2 separate regions of the Mus musculus genome follow, and region 1 is linked to region 2. A link is a contact called in public promoter capture Hi-C data. All regions are on one chromosome and are shown on one strand. Each heading gives the region's core, a stretch centred on a gene start, on an enhancer-like site or on the middle of the called end of the contact. The rest is flanking DNA. Distances are from core to core; before and after follow the strand shown. Region 1 overlaps Adarb2 (adenosine deaminase, RNA-specific, B2). Region 2 holds the start of Adarb2 (adenosine deaminase, RNA-specific, B2).

Region 1 (6,834 bases), core at 402-2,901, 180 kb after region 2:
GAAAGCTCCAGAGACAGATTCTAGGAAATAACACTGGACTCGCAGTTACTTTTGTTGGTTTTGTTACTGTTTCAAATATCTGTCTCACTATGTAGCCAAGGATAGCCATAAATTCAGAATCCCCTTGACTGTGCCTTTAGAATGTTAGGATTAAAAGAGACTACCAGTAAATCTAGATCCCACTTTCCTTAATGTAGATAATTAGACTACAGATTGTGTCTAAGATAAATGTTCTTTAAGTAGCTAAAGCTCCCTTAGGCAGGGGCGCAGAAAAACAACCTATACAATACGTGCTGGCTAAAATTTTCCAAGGCTTACTGAAGTTCCAAAATCAGTTAAGCATTTTTGGGTGCTGTGGAGATCACTACTACTACTACTACTACTGCTGCTACTACTACTACTACTACTACTAATAATAATAATAATAATAATAATAATAATAATAGAATAAGTAATCAATGCTAGAAAATTGCTTTCTGTGCTGAAGAGAAGACTGATTCTTTCCCAGCATGCTCCACTCTGGAACTAGAAGAATGCTAGTTAACAGAGGAATAACAGGGAACAGGAAGTGTCTTAGCTTGTATTCTTTTTGTTCATTTGCTTGGGTTTTTTTTTTTTTTTCAAGACAGGGTTTTTCTGTATAGCCCTGGCTGTCCTGGAACTCACTTTGTAGACCAGGCTGGCCTCCAACTCAGAAATCTGCCTCCCAAGTGCTGGAATTAAAGGTGTGCACCACCACCAGCAGCTTAGCTTGTATTCTTAAATTGAACATTGAATCTCTGATATGTACCAAAGAAGAGAAAACACTCATTCTCCTCTTAGGATCCACCCAAAAGACAAAAGAAACCACGCTAAATGTTTAAACCAGAGGGTGTATCATATAGGAAAATCTTTCTGTGGCCAAGGAAAGGGTGAGAAACCCCAAGAAAGCAGCTAGGGAAGTGGGAAAGCCATTACTTCCCACAGAAGAATATACGAAGGGCCCAAAGAATGGGTCTTCAGAGCAAGGACTCAGTGGAGACACAACCAGGACACTGTCCTATAAGACCAGAGGCAGAAACAAAGGCAACATCACAATAGCCAAAACAGAGTCACAACTTGCTTCTGTCACCTCTCATCGTCCAAAGGACTCAGGATCACTTGAGAAAACAGGGTCACTGCAGAAACAGGGCAAGAAGAACCAGAGGTTACAGACCCAAGCCATGTCACATGCACTTCATTTCAGACCACTCACTTCCAAGACTCCTTTACTTGGACTATTTTCAAAATCCAGTTGGGTCGGAGTAAGTATGAGCTTCATTCGTACATGGTGTGAATGGGATTTGTACTTGGGGAAGCAGAAAAAGGCAGTTTGCCACTGTTCATGCCTGTACATCTCTCATAGCTCGTTATTCTCAGAATCACCTCTACACGAAGCAAAAGAAAACCGAATGTTCTTTGTTGCCTGAGCTCCAAACACCCTGTTTCATCTTTAACCTACTACAGCAGTGTTCTTTAAAAGCACATATATTTAGGCTTCTAGGTAAAAAGGACTGTGGGTTCCTCTAGGAATAACTTGTTTCAAGTCAAACAGAGAAGAGGCCTGGATACTTGTGAACAATACAGAGTCAGAGCCTGCCTCGAGTCCATTAGAACACCATTTCCTTTGATCTCCATTTCCACAGTGAAAACCACATGCTTTCTGTGAGATCTGCCAGAATCTCCAATCTGATTAAAGGCTGTTCTTGCTTTCTGCTGAACTCTCCTTCTCTGCTGTGATTAAGCCAAATGCTTTTGTGAGAGATCTCATACCTCTTGCACCACTGAAGTCATCAGAATCCAATGTTCCTGTCAAGAAGGCACCCATGTGCCAGAGAAGTTTGAACCAGATCCAAAATGTGTGCACCATGCAGCTTGGGAAAATTTAGCAATTAAAAGCAACTAAAACTAAGCAGTTTATGACTTACAGATGTCAATTTATGACAGAATTCTCTGCATATATTGTACCAGCAAAGTGACATTTATTTGGTAATTAATGATTAAAACAGTAATTTCCCACTGTTATCGGCCACCTGGTGTCTGATGGTGTTCAGAGAATAATCTCCAGGCTCTGAGGACAGGATGTATCCCTCTCAATAGCACAGTGTCTCCAACTAGGAACTCTCTGCTCTGGGCTAGACTGTTCCCTCCTATCTGTCCAGGAATGCTCCAAGAGCAAATTGGCAGACACTCTGAAGTCTATACACAGTCTCTGCCTCAACCATCCTTAAGAGCATTTGCTGAATAAGGAAGCAAAAAAATGGACTAATTAATGCTATGACTGTCTGAGAAACAATGGCCAAAACAGTGTAGAATTCTTAGGCCGATAAAGATTTCTGCATCTATTTCTACAGATGCTGTTGCTTTCCACTGTAGACAAAACTGGATGGGGCTTGGCTCAAAGGCTGTTTGTTATATGGCAAACATGGTGGCTCTGAAAATATTTCTACCTCATCCTTCTGCATCAGCCTCTTCATAGTATATTTCTTGGTTAATTACAGAAAGACGTTAGATGGTTCTTAGCAGGCAACCACTGGACCTGACCGAGTGCTAGACAAAGTAGCAGCCTATGCTGTGTGCTGGCCACCTGTGTGTGCCAACTCATGCTGTGCAGATATGTGTGCCACCTTGGACCTGAGCAGCCTGGACTGTGCTCCCTGTGTCTTAGCCCACTCCCAATTGAACACCAAGTTTAATTGATGGCCACATTTCTATGACTCACAAGGAAACATAGCAAGGAAATCCAGTTAATATGCCTACCTGGATCGAGCATAATATCATCATGCACCTCAACTGGCCCTAGGGTGTCACCTGAGCATTTCCAAAGACTCAGATGGTTTCCATTCTTAGGGTCCATTCCAAGGCCTGGGTCCTGCCATCTTCAACAAAGCAGGAGTAGCCTTCCAATCAATCTTTGGTCAGAGACTTCTTAGAGAGGTTCTGAAAGTTGTATAATTGATTCTGAGAGAGAAGGTTCTGATCCTGTGTATTGCTGAATAAAGGTGTTTCCAGGGACCTGGTGACATGAAGAAGAAAGCCCACTAACTATTTTTGCCACTCTCAGCCTTCATCTCTAGGTCATTCCCTCCTGTATACCACTCCTGTGTGTTCACAGCTTCACATTTTTTCTGTTGTCCAGTCACTTACACTGTCGTGTTTTTCACAAGTTCCATACATTTTGAGCTCAGCCATATTGTCTGGAACTCACCTGCTTGACACCTTGTTTCTCAGGCAAATTAACTGTTTCCAGCCCTTCAACATCTTTCTTAGATCCAACCCACTGAAGCATGGTGTTCCTTCCAGTTCTGCAGGCCCATTTCCTGGTAGAGAAATATTTGGAAGAAGGTCTTTGCATACCCAAAGCCTGTATACCCACATGGATGCTTCTGGAAGATTACTTCCTTTCCTTCCTTCAAGAGCTTTTCTTCTGTACTGCTACATAGGAAAAAAGATCCCCTGTTTTCAAATGAAATCTCCTGTTTCATAGGGAAACTTTATACTGGGTGTTTGTAAGTTACAAAGTCTGAGTTTGACTTGATGTATATGCCTTATCTCAAGACTTCATTAAAACAAATATCAGAGTACCCAGAGACATGGTAGAGAGGCATCGGACCCAGGAAAGAGGCAGTAGACAGACATATCACAGCATCCACAATGGGGAGGAAAGGTCTGAAGAGGGGACAGGTAGAAAGACTTCTATCTACACCTTTGCTTTATTTGCTCAGACCTGACTACTAGTATAATGACGAGTAATGAATTATTTTAGGTTTTGGTTGTTGTTGCTCATGCTGTTCTCAGGAGGCTGTGGCCTGGCTTTCTTTAAACGTATCACCAATGAGAAAAAATATCTTTGACAAACCCAAAGATGTCTGAATTCCAGCAAAAGAGCATGGCCAGATAATATTTACAGTAGCAATACTAAATGAGGCAAAGAAGAAAGGAGACAGGCAACAACTTAAACTCTTGTTTTATCCTTTAGAAACACACCCATTTAAATTTTCCATTTCACAGTGCAACAGTAGAACGTGGTGGCACAAGCCTTTAATCCCAGCACTCGGGAGGCAGAGGCAGGCGGATTTCTGAGTTCAAGGCCAGCCTGGTCTACAAAGTAAGTTCCAGGACAGCCAGTGCTATACAGAGAAACCCTGTCTCGAAAAACCAAAAAAAAAAAAAAAAAAAAAAAAAAAAACCCTCCATCAGCTCGTGTCCTCTAACTGCCAGATTGCTGAAGCAGAGGCAATGCAGGCTGGCACCTTTCTCTATGCCTATTGAGTATTCTAAGCACCCCTTCCCTTGCTGTGTTAAGTGATGGAAGCCTTCACTTAGGTGGTAGAGCTCAAAAGTCCAGCTTGATCTCCTATAGCCCAGGAGGGTGAAATTAAGGCATCGCTAGGATATTTTTTCAGCTCTAGGCACTATGATTCTTTAAGTGTTAAAAATTTTCTAAGTGTCACCTAGTTGTAACTTGCCTTAATGTCCTTGGGCAAATAAAGACAGAAATATCCATGTGGCTATCATTAATATGTCCTAGAATAAATGGCTCCTTTTGAATCATAAAAAGCACCCACATGCTAATTTGATCAATAAAGGAAAGATCATATGATCTAAGTCCTGAAACATTCCCTGTTTGCCTTTTTAAAAAATCAGCTAGCAGCTGGGCATGGTGGCACACGCCGTTAATCCCAGCACACAGGAGGCAGAGGCAGGCAGATTTCTGAGTTCGAGGCCAGTCTGGTCTACAGAGTGAGTTCCAGGACAGCTTGGGCTATTCACAGAAACCCTATCTCTCCTCTCTCTCCTCTCTCTCTCTCTCTCTCTCCCTCTCTCTCTCTCTCTCTCTCCCTCTCCCTCTCTCTCTCTCTCTCTCTCTCTCTCTCTCTCTCTCTCTCTCTCTCTCTCTGTCTGTCTCTCTCCAAATGAGGAAGCTCTCATCTACTGATCTAGTGCCATGGCTGCTTGCTGCCTTGCTCCTACCATGTCACCTTACATTGAATGGTGGTTTCCATAACCATGCTTTCCCCAAACACAGCCACAGTTTAAGATGCTATAAGTCAGTTGTTCAACAGATAAATTTGAGAGGGGGCACTATTCAGTCCATGCTAATATATTTTTGTCTTTTGTGCTCTTGTTGTATGTTTCCATATGTAAACTCCTATGTGATTGGAGACATACATGTGCCATCGTACATGTGTGGAGGTCAGACACCATCAGCCCTCACCCTGGCACTGTGTATGCCAGGGTTGGTGTTTTAGAAACTTCGTGAGATTCTCTTCTCTCCAACTCCCATCTCACAATGGGTATACTGGAATTACAAACTGTGTTTTATATGTCTTTGTGTATCTCATCCCTGGTCTTCAAACTTGAATGGTCAGCATTTTCCCCACTGATCCTCCTACAGCCCTGCTTGTATTTCTATAATAACATGATAGTATGAGTATGAAAGGCCTTCCACAGACTCGTGTGTTTAAAGACTTATATCTAACCTGTACTTTCGTTTGGGTAGTTCTGCAGCCTTAGCAGATGGGACTCCACTAGAGATATTGGAGTTGTCACTTAGCTTCTAAACAGAGCTATCTGTCTCCATTTACAATAAGAATCGAGCAGCCCCCAGTCCATGGTTCTACTGCCAAAGACTTGGCCATGTCTTCCCTTCAGTGTAAGGATGGACTACATCCTTTCAACACATGAACCAAAATAAACCCTTTCATATCTTATGCTGTGAATTCTATGCAAAGTCATCCAGATGTGACCTTGCCACAACTTTTCTTTCACTATTGTGAAAGAATAGAGGCTTTCAATCAAAATCCAGTGGCCTTTATTCTTCCAACAGATTAAGTTCCTGGTGTCTCCTTTCTCCACCAAATAAGTGCATCTCTTGATCATTATAAATATCTATAACCCATAAACCCATTGTGTGAAGATTACATCATCGAATCAAGTGCATGCAGTTAATACTGCCCCCATGTGAACCTATGTGATAATGACCTACTTGAAGGGTTCCAGGATGTGTGAGGTAAATAATAGTGTGTTGGCTTGTGTGAGCCCTGGAGCTTTAATCAACAGGATAGTGTGTGCATTCTCTCCTACATTTATTAAATATGAAAATGCTTGACACATTTTTCTTGGTTTTCAAAGACCTCTGGCACTTTGGAGGTTTCTATAGAAAAAAAAATCAGTATAATCACATCAAAACTCTCAAAGAATGAGCTTTCTTGGGAAATCGAAGCTATTCACCACTCTCGGCCAAAGGTACAGTAAGGAAAGTATTTTCTAAGGTTCTCTGAGGTTAGCACTTCCAGGAAATTCTGTGAGAACAAAGCAACAAAGAAGTGCTTGAAATTTTGATCCCAGGTACAAGAAGTAAAACAAATTCAGTACAGTGAAGTGCGCGTGTGTGTGTGTGTGTGTGTGTGTGTGTGTGTGTGTGTGTGTGTGTGTGTGTGTGTTTGCTGAATATCAAGAGGTCTCTGTTGTCAGCTGCGTTGTAGGTAAAGTGCCCTAGTTCTCCGGACCCACCTGGAAAGAGAAAACTATCTCTTTGGTACTTCTGGACTTGTGGAGTTTTTGTTTCTGAGTTTATTTCTCTCATGTATGCATCTGTTAAACTTTAAACCCATTCCTGACTCTTGAAAATGTACTTTCTTTTCCCCTGTCTCCCTCCCTCTTTCCTTCCTTTCTTCCTTTCTTTCTACTGTGGATGGATTCCCTATATTTCACCTCACATTACAAAGAAAATCTCAAAATTCAATTCATAAATACCAAAAGAACAACATTGAGGGGGAAGAAAGAAAGGAAAAAACATGATGCACTTAACAC
Region 2 (7,559 bases), core at 4,613-7,112:
AGAGTGGTTTATCAAACCAAACTTATGATGATTAACAATTGATGATTTAAATACAAGATGCCAGAATGGTTGCTGGAAGATATTCTTCTTCTTAAGTCTTATGTCAGAGTCTGGGAATCAGTCATTGAAACCTAGTATATCCCTGAAAATAAAATGGTTTAACATCAATTTTAATTTGCAGGCCACTTCTTCCTCAACATTACATTCTCTATGTAAATGTAACAATTTCTATAGACTATCTTCCTCCCTCCTTCTGTCATTTCCTTCCTCCCTCCCTCCCTCCCTCTCACCCTCCATCCCACCCTCTCTCCCTCACCTTCCTCCCTCCTTCCCTCCCTCTCTCCCTCCATCCCGCCCTCTCTCCCTCACCTTCCTCCCTCCCTCCCTCCCTCCCTCCCTCCCTCCCTCCCTCCCTCCCTCTCTCCCTCCATCCCGCCCTCTCTCCCTCACCTTCCTCCCTCCCTCCCTCTCTCTCTCTCTCCCTTCCTTCCTCCCTCCCTCTCTCCTTTCCCACTCTCCCCTCCTCTTCTCTCTCCTGGTCTCTCCTGTGATTGTTCTTCCTTCAGTGAATCAAACACCAGGAGGATCCCCTCTCTATAACATTCGGATGAAACCCTAGCATGCTTTTTGATGCATGTTCCTTTTCCTAAAGGAACAGCCTTGGGATATGAAAGGGAGGTGAAGTGGGAACTGAGCATAACAATCATGCAAACAGACAGAAGCGCCGGTCTCTGAGTAAACAATCCCTAAAGAGGTTGTCTCTTTGGCACTTAGAAATCTCAGCGTATTTCTGAAGTGAAGTCCTGAACAGGGAGAGATCCTTCCCTCTCCAGACAATGAGCATCTTAGTAAGTTAACTAGTTAAAAACTGCTAGGTTTGAGAAATCGGTCCCTGCGTGTTTTGAGCCTATCAAGTGGTTGCAGCAAGAAGCCTTGACATCCCAGGTAGTCACCCTCCTGCAAACTGCCCCGCTGGACTTCTCCCAGTAAAACCAGTTCGGTGTGATTGTGGCTTCCTCTGAAACCTTCCTTTCTCCTGGGCGGCTCCATCCAACCGAATGGGAGCTGAGTTTGCAAGCTACCAGAGGCGGTAGAGCTGGTGCTGCTGATGTCAGAGCCAGAAGACAGTTGTGATTGGATCTAATTAGACTTTGCGGCAGCAAATAGACGAGCTCCCTGCATGATTGGCTTTAAAGTGGATGGTGCCAAACAACTCGCAGAGGCGCAAAAGTAGCAGCTCTGCTTCTGGAGCCCAGACGAAGAGGAGAGAGCTCCAGGGCGCTCAGGACGCGCGGGAGAATCTTTCCCAGAGCTTTCAGCCTAAGGAAGGGTTCAGCTTTCCAGCGTGCACCCGAGGCTTCCAGCTCATCCGGAACCAAGGGACGGGCAATTATAGAGAAGGTGCTTGCTGAGGAGACCAGTCCTAAAAAGTGAGCCTGAGACTTGATTTGCAAAACCAGAAACACTCCCGACTGCGGCCGCAGCAGCAAGACTAAGAAAGGTGAAATTGCTGAAGGACCAGCTCCTCTCTGGGTCTCCCAACTGGCATGGCATCTGTCCTGGGGAGTGGCAGAGGGTCTGGAGGGCTAAGCAGTCAACTCAAATGCAAGTCCAAGAGGAGGAGGAGGAGGAGGTCCAAGAGGAAAGGTAAGAAGCTCGCTCTGTGAGCGCTCCCGGTGCTGGTGCCCGCTGCAACTCTCCCCTGTCTCTCCCCCTCGTCCTTCCTCAGATCTCGGTGGCCGCTTGTAGGTTTTCTCTTGTCTTCACTTTAGGATGCTTCTGGGATGTCCACCTTGAGTAGGGCACTTGTGAGTTCAAATCTCTTTGTAAATAGCCTGGGGGCTTTCCTCAAGCCAGGAAATTACAGCGAGCCAGCCAGCTGCTCAGCGGAAAATGTTTGGCAGGAGACACTGGGAAGAGAGCAGAGAGGGCTGAGCTGAGGAGCATCCATCCTCTGATGCTTGTATCCTGGGTACCACCGTCCCTACAGGAGACCCAAGGCTGGCACTTAGACACACTTGGAGCCAACAGTATCACAGGGTGCCAAAAGAAACACTCACTTAAGCCAACACACATAAAAAAGGGAAAGAGCTCTCGTCCCAGCTCCTCCCATCCAAATTGTCTCAGAGGAAAAAAGAGGGCAAAACCCTGGCAATTGCCTTCCCAAATTGATTGGCTTATTTTTTTTTTTCCTTAGTGAGATATCCAGTGGCCATGTAAACACTGGCATAGACAAAGAGGACAAAACACGTCCTTGCAGAAATTACTGCCTAAAAAGAAACGAATGCTGTGTCTTACTGGTAGCAAAAAAAGAAAGAAAATTACATCTTGCAAACCAGAAAAGAAGAGGGAACCGGGTGGCAGGTTGCAGCTGACAAACTCAGGCGGTGCCTTGTTACTAATGTTGCTGGAAATGAGTTCACATAACTTAGTCAATGTCACCACAAGCGCAGGGCTTTCACGCAAGGATTTGTGTCAAATTAGCAATTCCTCCAGCGTGGTAAGCAGTGCCCTAGAATGCATCTTTAGCTCATATGCACAGAAGGATAAAAGATGATTCCAAAGTTGTCCCTTCTTTCTCAGAGAGGGGCTTGCATTGATGCTAGTTCTTTGTGAGTTTGTAGAAGTTCAGTGTTCTTACCAGTATCTGAAAGGTGTTTTGGTTTTCTCTAGTTTTTAAAATGTTCGTAGTGTTATGCAGAACGGACACAACTTAGCGAATTGACTTTTAAAAATTGTGCTCATGCAGGATACACAGGGTAGTTGTAGTAACCCTCTTAGAATATCTGTCTATAGATTAGATATGTTAGAGACCTTAAGATAAGTTTCTTCTAGATTGTTTCCTAACTCTTCCTGAATCCCATATGATTCCTAATAGCACAAATTAATCAAAACATAAAACTCTGAAGCAAACGATCCTTGATTATAATCACACATCAGGATCCCTGAGAGCAAAGGAGACCTAACACCTGTCTTTGAATGTTTCAGGACCTTTGATTTCAAAGGGGGTGATTTTATAATTGTACTTTGGTTCTTAAACAGCTCAAATGTATACTTGATGCTCAATTTGTTATCTGAAAACATTTTGAAATGGACTTACTGATTTCTTCTATGCCTATGTGCTATTGACTGAAAATGGCAGGGATATTAAGGAAGCCATGCTTTCAACAGTTCGACAATGAATAGCACTTTTAAAGAAGTAAGAAAAAAAATGTCTTTATACTTCAGGTGTTTGTTTGTGTCTCCTATTTTTTTTAATGGTCTGCTTAGCTATTTAGAACCAAGCAAATGCAGCAATATTTATAATAACACAATTTATAGAAATGTAAGCTAAAGGAAATTCTCATCTTTCTTCATTTTCTTTACCATGAAGTATCAGACATACTACCTTAATACTTATTCTGGAAGGTAATAAAAAGACCCCAGGAAAGTCTTCCTTTACTATAAACTGAGCCATGACAGCCCAAAGCAAATTTTTTACAGCAAGTATTTGTATCCTTAGAAATTTTGACTTTAGGAAGGCTTCAAATTTTCATAACAAAGGCAATAGGTAAGCATATACAAGTCTCTATTGTGTGTAGACCTGTATTTAAGTGGCCTTCTCTGTGGCACCTGACAACAGCTGTTGTGGTAGGACAGTAAAACTAAACTGTTAAATATTCATTTTTACTGGCAAAGTTAACAATATAGATATACATGATCAAAATAAATAAATAAATGAATAAAAACTAGCATACTCAGCCATAGGAGAGAGTAATTGCTTTTTACATCTCCCAGGAAAAGATAAGCTTGTATGTAATATCGTGTATGATAAATGCACGTTTCTTCTACTCCATAAAGAGCAATGATGTCTTTCAATTTTATCTTAATGCTCATATATCTTCACTGAGATGGAATGGCATAGCATCAAGTTTTAAGCCTGACCAACATGAAGGACCACACATGCATGGGAGATAATTAAGGAATTCTAGGAATGCCATTAAGTAGCAAGTGAACATGCTGACTATAAAACCATTTTCATGCATTAATCAATATGTTATTAATGTATTAAACAAGTTAATAAGTAGAATCATGATAAGTGTACATATGCTCATCTGCCAGCCAAGCTCCATTTTAAAAAATGAACCATAGCATCACTTGGTCAGTATGCCGGAGAATCTTTATTTTCTACGTGTAGGCTTAAAAGGTGTCTTGGGTCGAGTATACTATCCAACAGTCTACGCCCTAAACTGAAACACTCTAGCTACAGGCTAACTGTGGTAATGATAGGATGTGATTATTGGTAAGCGCAATCCATCATCTTGGAAATGGGGTGGTTTCTTTCACAGGTTAGGTTTCTGTCACTGTACTACACAAGAAGTAATGCGTATCTTTAAAGATCTAAAAACCAGAGAAACTTGGTCACAGAACATGCCTCCCAGGGTCAGCTAGCAGAAGCCCATGTTTCTCTGCAAGAAAAAACTTTAAAGATGATTCTTGTCTTCTTTTGTTGAGACCTCATATTATTCATCTTGGCATGGCCTCCATAGGGGGTGTTTTCAGTTAGGATTTTCTTTAGAAATCGTATCTAAGTGGTTTACACTGCCTGGACAAATGGGAAGTGTGAGTTTCTCATTTTATAGGACGCACACACAGGCAAAATAAAAGTATACTGAGAAGGACCGTCAAAACATCTCATGTTTATACATGTGTCAATCTGGGGCCTGAACCCATTTGATGTGTAGAATATAGATCTGTTCGGTCCTCCTTCAGTATCAATTAGAGACGTTAGCAAAACGGTGGTTAATAAGGAGCATCTTCTGCCATCACTCACCACTGGGGTATTGCCTTCAGTAGGACGTGAAGAGGGCTCAAAGATTGGACTTATTTCATAATTCCTGGCAGAATGATTATAAATAATTTCATCTATTCAGTGCTTTATAGAGATGAGTGCTGCTGGCAGTAGAAAATAACAGCGTGTAAATACTGCGAAGCACTCATTGAAACCTCAAAAAAATAAAGGTGAAGATTCAAGGCTTTTTGTTCATTTTTATTAGCAGCAGACCATTGCAGGTAGTCCACGAGGGCTACCTCCTAAAATCAGTGTAATTCATAAAAATAAATCAGTAAAAATTTAACCCCTAACCATAGACTGTCAGGATAATAATTTTGAATAATCTTATAACTACACCTTGGTATTCTTATGCATTGAAATGGCAAACATTTTTTTTGTGTGTGTGTGTATGCGTTGTGCATCTGTTTTTCCTTTTGTTGTTGTTGTTCGTATATTTTCCCAAAGAATCTGCTCTCTGGCCTGAAATTAATTTTTCAAACAGAATATTTAAAGATACAACCCACTGTTATATACAGATAGGTAAAATGACTGAAGTGTCTGAGAATGTAAAACAAAAATCTTTTAGCACAGACTTATTGATACCCATCCGAGGTAAACTGAAGGGCACGGTTTATAGTGAGAAGTATCCATCGCCCATCAACTAGGACAGGACTTTAGGGAAGTGTCCAAACGGTATGCAAACACTTATTTGACTGAGTTGATCATTGGCAGACAACGTCTCATTCTCTGGAGCACCTAACAGCAGCTAAGAAGTTGTCTTGAGATTGAGCTATTATTCCAGGGTGCTTGGGTGTCCAGATGTTTAGGGAGACCGGGTGTGATTTTTTTGGAAACAACCCCACAAGGCAGATAGATCCACGAAAGTAAATTGGGAATCTCAGCAAGGTAGTGTGGTGTGGAGCGGAGCAGCCCGAGAACGCTGTGAGATGCAAATAAAAAGTTGGCAAAGGGGACACAGTAAGTGGAGCAGATGGATGGCAGACGCCAGCTTGTTGTGAAATGAAATTCCATGAAAAATTAATGAAATAGAAAGATTGCGCACTGGATGAGGGTGCAGCGGCCGTGTTGCTCTCCATCCCCGGCGATGCTTTAGTAATCCGTGTGGCTGTCATCTCAACGGAGAAAAGACAGCCCGTCTACACCACTGGCTCTTATCTCGCTCGCTGACAGCTCAAGAGGAAAGACTGGATTCCAGGATAAAAATCAAATTGATTAAACCAACCGTTAGGCAGGATCTAATTGCATGAGGGGGTTTTCTCCTTTTCTCTCTCTCCCTTTTAAAAATTTATATCAGAGCTTCTGGTTTCTAGTGACCCATGTAATAACAGTAATTTGAAATTGCTTCAAGGGCGTTAGATATGACGAGTGAGCTTGAATTTAGATTAAAAGTATAAGATTCATGTATTCTTATCCAAATAGTGGCATTAGGGTTATTGACAAAAAGCTATCTCAGAGGAGTATTATATAAAGAAATGCCAAGTGAGAGACTGTAATTTTTGAGACATAGAAAGGTAACACTGTGTTTAATTGAAAACATATATGTGCATATGTGTATGTTACTGTGTGGGGGGAGTGTATGTGTATTGCTTTGTGTATGTGTGAATCTAGACAGGAAAGACTAGAAACATTGGATCAATTTTGTATCCTTCTGTATCTTTTTCTAATATTCCTAGAAAATATAAGTCAGAATTTTTATAACAAAAACTGTTTAAAAAGACCCTAAGAATGAAAAAAGATCACTCAACTCTTTGTAATTTATAAATTTTATTTCTAAACATATGTTACTGTGACCAATCTGGGTGCTAATGACTTGCAAACAAGATTTGTAAAAGGGCATATTTTCTTATCATGAACAAGATATTAAAAGCTCTTAACCAGCTTGAAAAAAAATTAAATCACATTCCAAGTGAGCCATGAAAACCATGAATGTCCTTTGCAAACTAGTTCAACTATTGAACATTACCATTTTCCATGTGTTTCTCTGTGAGCACAAAATAATTTGAAAAAAAAAAAAAAACCTGAGAAAATGAAGGTAAGACAGCAGAGCCTGCTGGCTGAGGCTCTGACAATTCTGATCCTTGCTGCTTGGGTTTGTAGATAACATGAATCTAAATTAACCCCTAATTTTTCAATTAAATGATTTCCTTCGCTCAGAGGAATATAGGCTGTAAGTTCTTGATTGTTTAAATATAGTCATTTATTTATAGCTCTTAATGTATAGTTCACCTAATACGCCAATGTCAGTAGAGCGACATGGCTTTCAAAATTCGAAGAAATCAGGGCGGGGGGAATTCCTTTTAAATTTTGAATACACGTAAGTTTGAAAGGGTCCTTGGGAGACCTTAAAAAGGGCCAATGAAAAGGTGCCTTCAGGATTTACAAACCTGCAGACAGACCTGTGTTTCTACTTATGTCCCTTGCCAGCCTGGAACCAAGGCATCCCTGCTTAGTGATCAGGTTCAGGTTGTCCTTTCTGTTTTTATTTTAGTTAGAAGGAAAGGAGGTTGAGGGCTGTTGTGTCTGGCTGCTTGGATGACTTCAAGTAAAGTGAAAAGTGCAGTTCTAAGCTCTAAATCTGCAGCTGAAAACATGAGAGTGGATCCAGTTTTCCAGGAACCACATCCAAGAATCAGCTACCTATGAGCTGATTTGTTTGGCTTTTAAGGGAATTTTAGTTTCTCAGACACGAATGTGGTGCACAACAGCAGACTTTCTTTCCTGGAGA

Evidence for each region. Promoter capture Hi-C pulls out the DNA fragments that hold promoters and counts their contacts.
Region 1: a contact with region 2 is called in a promoter capture Hi-C map of hippocampal neurons, with 3 times the contacts expected there. The contact joins two enhancer-like sites. A contact is called at or near these places in 4 of 39 promoter capture datasets (cranial neural crest, embryonic stem cells and hippocampal neurons), 1 of 115 datasets of contacts at active chromatin or transcription factors (forebrain) and 3 of 9 other capture datasets (adipose tissue, embryonic stem cells and liver).

The regions. Positions count from the first base shown.
Region 1 is chr13:8,386,945-8,393,778 of GRCm38.p6, forward strand. All of the region lies in intron 1 of Adarb2 (adenosine deaminase, RNA-specific, B2), which reads left to right. Among named protein-coding and RNA genes, the nearest start is that of Adarb2, 190 kb to the left of the region's middle. Within about 2 kb of position 1,652, at least 9 of the 459 cell types and tissues checked have an H3K27ac peak or open chromatin away from gene starts, as enhancers often do. A contact at or near this core is called in hippocampal neurons, where this site is marked.
Region 2 is chr13:8,201,674-8,209,232 of GRCm38.p6, forward strand. Adarb2 (adenosine deaminase, RNA-specific, B2) reads left to right here and starts at 1,193. Exons shown (of 10, transcript NM_052977.5): 1 at 1,193-1,647. The coding sequence starts at 1,548. Within about 2 kb of position 5,863, at least 6 of the 459 cell types and tissues checked have an H3K27ac peak or open chromatin away from gene starts, as enhancers often do. A contact at or near this core is called in hippocampal neurons, where this site is marked.